Linked DNA regions of Mus musculus: regions 1 and 3 are each linked to region 2. Evidence: chromatin contacts called from public promoter capture Hi-C data. All regions are on one chromosome and are shown on one strand. The core of a region is the stretch at or near the end of the contact, and the rest is flanking DNA. Distances in the headings are between cores, read along the strand shown.

What was found. Promoter capture Hi-C pulls out the DNA fragments that hold promoters and counts their contacts. Capture Hi-C pulls out chosen DNA fragments and counts their contacts.
Region 1: a promoter capture Hi-C map of adipose tissue shows a contact between it and region 2, with 4 times the contacts expected there. The contact joins the promoter of Bbs12 here to the promoter of Atp11b in region 2. A contact is called at or near these places in 2 of 39 promoter capture datasets (liver and pre-B cells) and 1 of 9 other capture datasets (adipose tissue).
Region 3: a promoter capture Hi-C map of pre-B cells shows a contact between it and region 2. The contact joins the promoter of 4932438A13Rik here to the promoter of Atp11b in region 2. A contact is called at or near these places in 2 of 39 promoter capture datasets (liver and pre-B cells), 1 of 115 datasets of contacts at active chromatin or transcription factors (fibro-adipogenic progenitors) and 1 of 9 other capture datasets (adipose tissue).

Annotation. Positions count from the first base shown.
Region 1 is chr3:37,311,225-37,315,215 of GRCm38.p6, forward strand. It overlaps Bbs12 (Bardet-Biedl syndrome 12 (human)), which reads left to right and starts at 1,330. Exons shown (of 2, transcript NM_001008502.2): 1 at 1,330-1,361. It overlaps Cetn4 (centrin 4), which reads right to left and starts at 1,222. Exons shown (of 5, transcript NM_145825.2): 1 at 1,133-1,222. The coding sequence starts at 1,135.
Region 2 is chr3:35,752,145-35,755,999 of GRCm38.p6, forward strand. Atp11b (ATPase, class VI, type 11B) reads left to right here and starts at 1,919. Exons shown (of 30, transcript NM_029570.4): 1 at 1,919-2,266. The coding sequence starts at 2,240.
Region 3 is chr3:36,861,795-36,865,700 of GRCm38.p6, forward strand. 4932438A13Rik (RIKEN cDNA 4932438A13 gene) reads left to right here and starts at 1,312. Exons shown (of 86, transcript NM_172679.2): 1 at 1,312-1,554; 2 at 2,593-2,691.

The DNA of each region.
Region 1 (3,991 bases), core at 80-2,579, 1.6 Mb after region 2:
CGCCATTCCTTTCCCCTCTACTCTTTTTCTCTCTCTCCTATCTAGCATTAGAGGGTTTAAAGAGTAGGAAAGAGTGGAAGAGAAAAGAACCCACAAAGCAGCAAACAGCACAGGGGCATGCATACTAGAACACAATCATCCTGCACCACAAAAACACAAAAGTAAAAAACCCTGGTTATGGTGAACGTCTGCTCCACAGATACGCATGAGAATGTTTGACCAATTATGCGGATACACCCAACATGTGGAAGATGAAGGATCTGTCTGCTGTTTGCTTCTTTATGTCACCAAAGTAGGTCACAGAATCACTGTAGATTCTCCTCTCTGCAAGTGGAGTGGGGAAGCCCTGGAGGTGGCTGAGGATCTAAGTGGCCTATTGGCTGTGGTCACTTCGGATTCTTGGTTCTAGAGCTGCAGATTCTGATGAGTGGTCTTCTAGAGCCTAGGGCAGCCACCTGAGTCACCATTTTTTTTTTCAGCAAGAAGTCAGTGACCCTTTAAGTGGCCTGAGTTGATGAGCCTGAGTGGTCTTCTAGAGCCTAGGGCAGTCACCCGAGTCACCATTTTTTTCAGCAATAAGTCAGTGACCCTTTAGCTTTGAGTGGCCTGAGTGGTCTTCTAGAGCCTAGGGAAGTCACCTGAGTCATCATTTTTTTTTTTTTTTTTCAGCAAGAAGTCAGTGACCCTTTAGCTTTGAGTGGCCTGAGTTGATGAGCCCCTGGCCATCAGGATTGAGTCAGTGGGCCCCTTCCTCTCCGTGAAAGAATTGCTGGTCCCCTGATCATCAGTGGTTAGCTAGGTACCCCACTTCCAGTCAGCAGATGAGTTGGTGGCTCCCTGACCCTCAGTGGTTCCTGTTCCTTCAGCGGCTGAGTTGATGGCCCGCAGGATGTTGGTGGCCCGAGGTTGATGGCCTCTGCTATGCTCGCTTCCCTGTCTTGAAGTCTGTCTGCAGTGGTCTCCGTGCCCCAGGGTCGTATCTCTTTATCGCTGGGCCAACCCTCATAGACTGCAGGCGTTGGTGGATAAATGGAAAGGGAGACCCATCTCTGTTCTCCCTGGCTTAGCTACTAAAGATCCTGACACGGAAGGCAGTAAGCTGGGAAGAACACCAGGGTCCCACAGCACTCACCATATCCCCTCCCTGCGCCCCTGCCCGCGCCCGCGCAACAGCCGCTCTCCCCTCCGCGGCCCGCGTTTGCTCCCGACAGGCGGTTGCTATAGCAGCGCTCAGCGCGCAAGCCCGCCCACCAGCTTCCGTGATTGACGACCATTGCGCCCAATGGAAAGACAAGAGAGCTCTGACCGCGCTCAAGCAGGCGGGACTGGCTGGGTTCCGGCGCTGTGCAGATCCGCGCGTGGTGAGGAGGGTCGTGGACCCTAGGGGCAGGAAGCCAGGGAGGGTGGGGGCGAGTGCTCCGTCACGCGTGTCCCCAGACTCTTTACACACCGGGCCAACAGCCCTGCGGCCTTCCGGCCCAGAGCCGCCCGAGGGCGCGCGGCGGCATGGAGCCCGAGAGGTGGGTGGGTGGGGGCGTCCTTGCGGGGCGGGACGCCAGCCTGGGACCGAGGACGGCGTGGGCCTTCTCCTGGGCTGAAAACAGTGCAAAGCAATCTTTTCCTAGTGTGCTGAGTAAAACGTGGCGCATTCCCAAAGCCGCTGCCTCACGTCGCAGACACTCAGGTTGTAATCCTTAAATCTCCTTAGGTTCCTGGGGTAAGTTTGTCCTTATGGTAGAAGCCAGTTTTCCTGCCTTAAGTTTTCCCAATGGGAACTCAAAGGATGTAAAGTCATAATATTTTGTGAGTGAAGTAAAGTATTAAATCATTTACCTATAATCTATTGGTTTTTTTTCAAGGCACGTATCGCATCCGAAAAGTTACACTTGGACAGTTTTCAGAGTCATAATTAATACTAATTTTAAATAGATTTCTGAAACCCAGAAACGAATATTAGTCAGACAGATAGGCAGGCATTCCCGCGCTCATACACACAAACACACACACCGGGGTGGGGGGGGGGAGGAGAGGGGGGTGGAAGCTGCCTTTTAGACATTCCTGAATATCATTTGATCTGATGACTATCAAAAGGCTGCTAAACCTAAATAAATCTTACATCACCATGATTTAGGAATTTGGATGTTCTAGTGTTAGAGGTTATGGTTTATGATAGGTTAAAGATAGCTTAGGCAGTAGGTTCCTTGAAGAAGAACATTCCAGAAAGAGGGACACTTAGAAATACTGAGACAGGGAGCATGCTTTGCATAGTCTAAAAGCACAGAGAAGGCCTGAGCACAGCAGATGAGTCAGAAAGGAAGAAGTGTGGGTTTTCGTGCTGTGTGGGGACAAGGCCTTTATGTGAGTGAGTTAGGGAGACTTTGTAAGATTCTCAGTACAGAAGTGAAAGGATGTGACTCACTTTTATAGGAACTCCCTGTGCTAAACAGGAGTAAAGACTATTTTCTGAGAGGCTGCTAAGCAGTGGAGTGTTGTGGTTAGATTATAGTGTTAGGAGTAGACTGGAGAGGACACCAGACTTAGTTCTGAGGAGATGAAAATCCTAGTTATACCTATCAAAAAAACGCAGAGCTTTTAAACGTAACCCCTGAAAAGCAAATGAGATGTGATCTTATGAAAAGACAATTTCTGAAGTCAGTATGCCATTTACATAATCTGACTTTGCTCTCCCGTGGCAGATAGAAAGCTAAGGAAACAGTCTGACGAGCAACAGAACTGACCTGTTTGTGGAAGGCATTAGTGCCAGTCACAGCAGAACAAAAATCAGGTTGTGTTAGTGCCGTGCCAAGAACAGTTACCAGAGGTGCCTGGTCACTTTGGAAATTGCCCATCTTCCCATCCCTGTTACTGCCATTGCTGTTTCACATCCAACCTCTTAGAAAATAAGACATTTTGAGTTGTATTACTAATAGCCTATTGGAGTCTCTTCAGAATCATTTAGAAATCTTCCCAAGTTAGGGATGCTAAGATACTTCTTCAGTTTCTAGTCAAAATTGAAATAGAGTCTTCAAATGTTAAAAGATCTCTTGTGAGTATTAATTTTGATATCTGTTGTATAAGACTTTTCTTGCAGATTGTTGAAATCCATCCTTTTATCTGGGAAAACCTTTTTTAACATAATTCAATACAGACTGAGTTTGAAATACCTATGGGTTTTTCCAGTTGTTTTGGATTATTTCTCACTCACAGACTTGATTCTTACCATTTAAACATACTCTAGAAAGGAGACCAGAACTCTTAATGCCACCCCCCTACCCACCCACAACAAATGATAAACATCTTTAAGGACTTAGGAGGCAAAGGGTTTGAAAGAGTAAAATGAAGATTTCTAAGGAAGAGATGATAAGTTACTGTCACACTGAAAGTGAAACAAAACATAGTTGATACAGTAGATAGCATAAACTTGGCAGTAGTTATATGGAGTTTTACCCTTTTATTTAATAGGAGATTTTGTGTCTGTTATTCAGTAATCATGCTTTAGTTTCCACAAATAGGTTAATTATTTTAATGCCAACCTTACATTTTTATTGTGATTTCATTTGTAATATGTGTCAAGTCTGTTGTATAAGGTAAACTCGAAAGTTTTAGCAGTGAAAAACAGCCAGACTCTTCTTCATGTCCTTTTTCCTTATTAATTAATTAATTAATGTATTCACTTTACATCCCAATATCAGCCCCCATCTCCTCCCAATATCCCCTCACACAGATCCTCCCCATGCTCTGGTCCCCTTCTCTGAGGAGGGGGAGTCCCCTCCACTTGGTATCTTCGCCCTGCTCATCCAGTCACTGCTCCAGTGGTTGGGGGGCTGCATGCAGCCAGACTTTTAAACATGTCCTTTCAACATTTTGTTTTTATTAACTAGGTACTCATGAAGGGAGAGAGAGACTGCTGGCTCCAAAGAAATCAGCGTATAGCAAATTACAAATACAAATGTAAAGAAAGGAACATTTAAAACACAGATTTCTCGGCTTC
Region 2 (3,855 bases), core at 669-3,168:
TAAATTTAATTAAAAAAAAAACCCTGATTATTATACATGGAGAAGATTTTACCACCACTAAAGAATTACAACTATAGTATAAAAATGCTCGGCCATGCTATGGTTCTGGTAGAAAATGTTTGGAGCAAAACACTGCCCTGTTGCTATTTTTGTTCCTGACAGTTTGGACTTTCATATGGTCTTCACATATTTGAGCTGCTTTTTGCCACATTGCCTCATAACACCTCGAATCAACTCCTTCCTAATTCCCCACCCCCTGTCCACTTCCACCTTTAGAAATTTGGAAGCCAGTTCAATGATATGTAATGCATCCTCTAGGTTGCTGTTTTACAGGTTTTCTTGACAAATTTTGGTGGCATATAAATAAAACATTTCCAGGCCTACTTTGTAACCAAGTCACTGAGAAACGAGATGTGAGAAGTAAGTTTGTTTAGGAATATAGCTTAAGAACACAGGTTCTACTGTCCGATTATCCATAATCCAAATCACAGTTTTGCCGAATTATTTAACTTGAGCTTCTCCATCTGCACAATCGGGATAATACGTACTTCAGAGACCCAATTAGAGTATCGGGTAGAGCTTGACGCAGTGGGTTCTGGGACACTGCCTTAGAACGGAAGTAACATTTTGTTTTCTCTAAAAGCATTCCAGTAACTTTATGCTGGTGTCACAGAGTAAGGGTCGGGCATAAGAGCAAAACGAAGGTTCCTTTTTCTTTTTAAATATCTGTCCTAAATTTGGGTAATTTATAATATTAAAAAAAAATTATTGCAGGTCCCCCCCCCCCCCCCCCGAGACAGGGTTTCACTGTATAGCCCTGGCTGTCCTGGAACTCACTTTGTAGACCAGGCCGGTCTCGAACTCAGAAATCTGCCTGCCTGTGTCTCCCGAGTGCAGGGATTAAAAAGGGATTAAAGGGCTCCATTGCAGATTTTATAGGCCATAGATAACTGAAAGACTCTAATTGCAATGCTGGATTAACTAAGACATGACTACTGAAACCAAAAGACAGATTTGTCTAATCACCGTAGCTTAGATTTAGGTTTTTGCAGAATGTTACTTTTCAAATTACAAATGTCTGATGGTGACGTGTTTTAATTCAGGAAAAAGAGAGTACGACGAAGACGAACAGGTGGCTGCTTTTAGACAGTATAAACTTGTTCCAGTTGCTTGTATGGGCCTTCTTAAAAGTTATCCACACCCTTGTTAGAGAGGTCACGCTACTTTGGAGGTAGTTTTCATTGCATGCTTAGCAATTAGCTTTCCGAGGAAAGTCTCTCCCCTTAGCCTTTCCAGCTTAATTCATCAGGATAGGAACTCAGCAATAGCTCCAGAAATTGAGGTGCAGGCTGGACTCTCACAGAGAAATCTCAAACTTTCCCCAATATTAGTCCACTTTGGTTACTCGCTGAGTTATGTGTGAAGCAATTAAATGCCTTTGACAATTAAAAAAATTTTTTTTACCAAGTCTATAAGAATTTTGTACAATTTAGTTTGATCATAATCATCTCCCTCTCCAAATGTAAGTCTTTGATAATTTAATGGTCTGGGCACAGACCTTTTGGTCACATACATTTGCTGGTGTGGATCCGAATGTTGGGGTGGATGGGGGGGGGGGTTGGTGGGGGAGGGGGAAGATCTGTGACAGGGCAGAGCCAACTCCTCTTCGAGGAGTTGCTACAGCCTAGCCGGCCAAGATACAAAAACTCGAAAAAGGCCCACAGAGCCGGCGAGCCTGACAGCGCTCACGTTTTCGCGACAAACCGCCCCGGAAAGGGGCGGGCAAACCCGCGCGGAAACACGGAAGGGTGGGCCTCCGAGAGGTAAAGAAGCGGGCGGGTCCAGAGCAGGTGAGGGAGGGGCACAGGGCTTGGGGGCGGGACCATGGAGGGCGAGGGCGGGGCGGCGCCGTGGGGGCGGGCCCATGGCGGGCGAGGGCGGGGCGGCGCCGTGGGGGCGGCGGTGCTTCGGGTGACAACGGTCAGAGATGAAGGTGGCGGCGGCTCAGCGGGGAGTAGTGCTGCGCCGGGCGCGGTTGGCAGCCAGGCCGCGCCTGTAGGACCTCCGGGCCGGGGTGGCGGGATGGGGACCCGACTCGGGTAGAAAAGCGGGGACAGCAGAGAGCAGAACTTAAGCCCGAGGGGCTCGCCTGCTCCGGTCACACTCGGAGTCCTCTTCCACCTGCTGCCGCTCGGTCCCGCGTCCGGCGGGCCACGACGGCGTCGGCGACGGCGGGGGCATGTGGCGCTGGGTCCGGCAGCAGCTGGTAAGTGAGGGCTGGGTGGCGCGGCGGGGCGGCGAGGGCTAGGCCGCGGCGGGGGCGCGCGGCTCTCTCTCGGCCCGGGCTCCGCACAGCGCGGGGATGCACTGCAGCTTGCGGCCGCTGAGGGTCGCGAGCCGCGCGGGCCCCGAGGTGGCGGAGGTAGCGGCGCGGGGCGCGGGTCAGGCGGCTCCCCCGGACTCCGAACTAGGCTCGTGCGGGCTCCGGAGGAGGTCTGGGTCCTCCTCGGCCTCCCGGCGGAAGCTCGCCCTGGGCCTAGGAGGAAGGCGCGCCGGAAAGGTCTTCACCGCAGACCGGTGCAACTTCTCTGTGCATCTCTTGTGTGTCACCCACCCCTCAAGGCGGTTAGAACGCACGGGTTAGGAGCCAGTGGTTTAACTTTTGAACATTACTGTATTACCTGGAAAAAGAAAAAGAAAACCCTAGAGTGACTTAAGTGTCTAAAAAGCGTCACCTTTCTCAGAAATCATTCACAGACGAAAATCTCTCATGTCCCTTGGCACTTGCAGCCCAGAAAATAACAACGCCAAGGCGACAATGACAGTTAAGGCAGACATCACTTCAGTTCTAGGAATGCTAATCTATATGCTGTTTAATTTTGAAATTGTACCAATTGCAGTATTTTTTTTCTACGAGGTTTCAAGGCAGTGATAAATCTTAGAGAAACAGAAATGTCCTGTTTTGAGACCAAAATCTTCATTCTTTTTTCTTGTGGTAGAACAGTTTTTCAGGTGAAAACTAAAAAGTATGTATTTCAGTCAGTCTCCTGTTTATTTTACAGTAAGCATCATTCTTAAATAAAGAAATCTTATAAATAAAACTAGAACCGCCTGCCACTCCCTCATACAAATGGTAGGTCTTTATTTTTAGCTAACTGTTGCAAATTGAAGTATTCCAGCTTTATTGGGAATCCAAGCTAATGATGTCATTTAATCCACACTTGCTTTCTTGTGGCAAGCCAGTACAGTAAGGAAGTTAATTATTACAAATCTGATCTGCTTTTGACTTCTCAGGCGTCAAGTAAACAAAAGATTTAACACCTTTTTATCTGATGTTTTGGGTGAGAAAATAGTTTTTAAGGCTGTTTTTTCAAGCCTTTCCCAGTATGTTAAGACAGTCTCTCAGTGTGAGGTACTTTTTTGTTAGCTTGAATAAAATCTTTCTATGTGATCATTCCTATCTTCCAGATAGAAATCTGGTAATGTTGTGAGAAATGGCTTTATGTTTACGGCTGAAAGGGATAAACCAGAAGCTGTGTGGTCATTTTTAAGTCAGCTGTCTCATGGCCCTGACTAACAAGTTGAACAAGTTGCTTTCCATTTTAAAAAAAAAAAATACTATCTCTGATATTTAGTTGTCTGTCACTGGTTTTACTTTTAAGATAATCAAGTCTTTAAGAACTTGTGCCAGGGCTGGAGAGATGGCTCAGTGAGTTAAGAGCACTGACTCTTCCAGAGGTCCTGAGTTCAATTCCCAGCAATCACATGGTAGCTCACAGACCATCTGTAATGGGGTCTGATGCACTCTTCTGGTGTGTCTGAAGACAGCTACAGTGTACTCATCTAAATAAAAAT
Region 3 (3,906 bases), core at 62-2,561, 1.1 Mb after region 2:
TTTTCCAATGTGCTGGGATGCTATGCATACTTTAGCTATGTCCAGCTAGAGAAGTTCACATTGTATTTGCTGGAGGCAGTTTTTTTTTCTTTTTCTTTTTCTGACACCATCTGCATTTTTCACATGCTGGTGAAAAGTCAAAGTAGGGGGAAGGTTCAAGAGCCAGGAAGTGTTGCTATGTAAATTTCCTGAGCCACCCTGAACTCTTTGCTTAATCATCTTCCCAGGGTTAGAGGCCCTTGGAATAGAAAAGCTCTACGATGAATAACTCATCTTGAAGATGTCATCTCTTTTACACCTGTAGCTCAGGGTGGCTCTTCCTCAGGGGATAAGAAGAAAGGAGACAAGTAAGTGTTCAGATTCTCCAATTCCTCACTCACTGTAGAGGAAGTCTGCTGTGAATTATACTTCTCTTCTTGCTATCCTAAGATCTTCTTATCTCTGGAGCAATTTAGTTTCAGTTTTGTTTTGTTTTGGGGAAACTGAATCATATCTCAGTCACTTCTAGTTCAAAGAACTCTTGCTAAGACTTTATTTATTTATTTATTATATCTGGCTTCACATCTGTTTAAAAGTGGATGCTCCCACCCCCAAGTGGAAATGTTGAGTGACCTGAACTCTTAGAACCAGAGGCTTAGATATTGACAGGTAGTGTAGAGAATGTACTGGAAGCTGTGGCGCTGGGGCTCAAATCCTAGATCTCTAAACTGACAAAGTACTTCAACTTCCTGAGCCTTAGGTTTTAATTTGTGAAAAATTAAAATATTTGGTTAATTTCCTAGGTCAGTGTTTCATACATCAAATGCATCTTCTGTGAGATGCATGCCATAGCTAGCAGACTCTCCTTTTTCTGGCTTCCTTTTCCTACGTTGATTATACTGTCTACATTATCAGGACGATGTTTACAACCCCCACGCCACAATTGGAATCTGGAACAAGGTAGTTTTCAAATCAGTAGTGACCTGTGTCTCTCAGACTAGGCTACGCCCTGTGGACATGGCCCCGCCCCTCTGCTCAGGCCTGTTCTCTTGTAAAAACAGGATTCGCCTCTAGGCACAGGTTCCAACTTTAGTCTTTAGTTTGGTCCTGAAGCTCAGGCTTTGCCCCATTGACCTAGATCTCATCCCTAGGGCCTAAGCCCTGTCCTCTGCCCCGGCCTTCCAAGGCCCCGCCTCCGCCCCGGCCCGCCCCGCCCCGGCCCCGCCCCCGGCCCAAGCGGCGCTTCTCCGTTCGGGCCTGGTGCCAGTGAGGGGCGGGGCTAACTCGGTTCTTGGGCGGGGCCAGAGTGGCGTACACGGAGGCGCTGGCGCCTTGACGTGATACGCTGCCAGTTGACGCAGCTGCGGTGCCGCTGGCCTCCACTCCTGCCTCGGCTCTACTCCTCCGCCCCATGGGTGTCCGAGGCGGCGGGCCGAGCTGGACGTGCTACAGGCTGAGGGTGTAAGCATCAGCGGAGGTCCCGACTCGGGGCTGTTGTGCTGTCAAGTGAGAGGAGCTCGAGAGGCTGCGCGCGGTGAGGGCTGGGAGGTGGCGAGGTGGGCAGCGCCTTTCCGGGTGAGTCTGGAAGGTTTGCGGGGTCGCGGCTGTGGCGCGGGCCTGGGGGTCGGAGGTCGGAGGTCGGAGGTTAAGGTGGAGGCCTAGCAGGCCCTGACAGCCGGGTGCTGGGGTTGCGGGCGGGGGGGGCGGGCGCGCGGACCTGGCGGGGTGGGCAGGGCCGAGCGCCCCGGGTTGGCTCGGCCCTCGTCTGGTAGGGCATACCTGAGTGGACACCTCTCCTGCCAGAGGAAGGTCCACAAGGGTTATCTTCCATCCGGGGAATATTAGATTTCTTCCTTCCTCGCCCCATCGGTTGTGGTGTTGACAGTGGGATGTCCGGTAAAGGGGACGAATTCTTGTAAATTTCCTCTGAGCAGTCATGGGTTCTGGAACGGAGAAAGTAGGTTTCAGGTGGTTTCGCGTTGCTGCTTTCATCCCGTGCATGACAACGAAGCAGATTTAATCTGACAAGTATAAAAGTGGATGAGTTAGTCAGAATATTTGACTTAGCAATGACTGCTATGTGCTATTTTAATATGCGCTCATACAGTTTGTAACAAAAAGGTGAAGCCTTTCCCCACTTTGTAGCTGAGAACCTTGGAACAGAACTGTTTCAAACCTGACTTTCTCACTTTATGGCCCCTCAGTTAGCATGCCACCCCCCCCCCATTACTCAAATGCCTTAAAAGTTTGCAAGGCAAGTGCCCTGTGATAAAATGTGCCAGGTGCCCAGAGTAGAGAGGAAATGAAGGCACAGTTCTTTCCAGCAGACTCGGTGTCAGTAGAAACATTCTTTCAAGGCTGCACTTTTAAGTGTGCCTCGCAGGTAGAACGTCACCATTAGCATCCTGACTCCTACCTCGTGGACTCCTATGTTTCTTTTACATATAAAGTGGTTCTTAAATTATTTTAGTCTTATTTGAGGTGTAGGAATGTAACATTGGACCAAATACTGAAGAGTTTCCTGGTGTGTTTAAATAATTTAGTTTGAAACGGTTGCTCTACCAACAAAGTTAGGATACCTTTTCTAATTGATTGATATGCTGGTCTTTTCAGACTTGTTAAGATGAAGCGCTGCAGAAGGACCTTCAGAAGAGGAAAGATAAACAACATTGAAGATTAAAAAACTAAACAAAATAAAACAAGAAATCTTGTGTAAGTATTTCTGCCTAAGATTTAAAAAAAATCTAATTTCTTATTAAAGTCCAGATAGAGAAAAGTTAACTTTATGCTTCATTTGTGATTCAGTCCATCTGTGACCCACAAATCATTCCATCTGCATTTTGGACTGCTGATACCTGGATACCTGATTGATAATTAACTCAAGTGCTTAACTTTTGCATTGGCATAGGAACGCCCAGGGGAGGGACCAACCATCGCCGGGTGCCAGTTTGCTTTTCTTTTGCTTGCTCTATTATTTGCTCATGTTTACAAAATGCTTAGAAAAGAATATTTATATGTCTCTGTGTGCGCTTGTTATTGTTGTAGTAATTTGCCTTTTAAGTACAGATAAAGATCTCTGCAGCCAAGGCTTGCCTGGAACTAGAGATTCTCCTGCCTCAGCTTCTTGGTATAGGTTTGCAACAATTACCCAACTTGAAATGTTTTCTTCCTTTCTCTCTCTTTCTTTCTTTCTCTCTCTTTTTTTTAAATTTTGGGTTCTAAAGAGAATAGTAAAAGACATGGATAAAAACGATTGAATTCATTTAATAGATATTTATAAAGTACTATATAGCAGAGACCATTTTGAGCTTCTGGTAAAGAATGAAATAGTAGAGGAAGAGAAAAGAAGTGCCTCTGTTTCTCTTGAATTATTTGCTGTGTGAAGATTATTCAGCAGGTTCTTACATTAGCTTTCAGCTTCTCTTCATGATGCAGTTGGTGTACAATGAGTTGTGGCTGAGCTGGATAGCCATAGATCTGTGGATACTCTGTGGCCTTGATCCATTGCCTTATGCCAGAATATGCTCTTCCTATTAAAGACTGTATTAGTTTCCTTTCAGTGCTGTGATAAGACCCCATGACCAAGGCAACATAAAGGACAGTTTAATTTGGCTTATGGTCCTAGAGGGTTAGAGTCTATGATGGTGGAACAAAGGCATGGTGGCAGTGGCTAGAGCAGCAGCCAAGCGCTTCGATCTTGATCCATAATCAGGAGGCAGAGTGCATTCTAGGAATGGCACTAGTTTATGAAATCTTAAGGCCTACCTCCACTGACACACCCATTTCAAGGCTACACTTCCTAAGCCTTGCCAAACAGTTTTACCAACTTTGAGTATTCAAACCACCACATTTCACTCCCTGGCCTCACCAACTTGTGGCCATATCATACTGCATAATGCATAATGCTTCTAGTCCAACTTCAAAAAT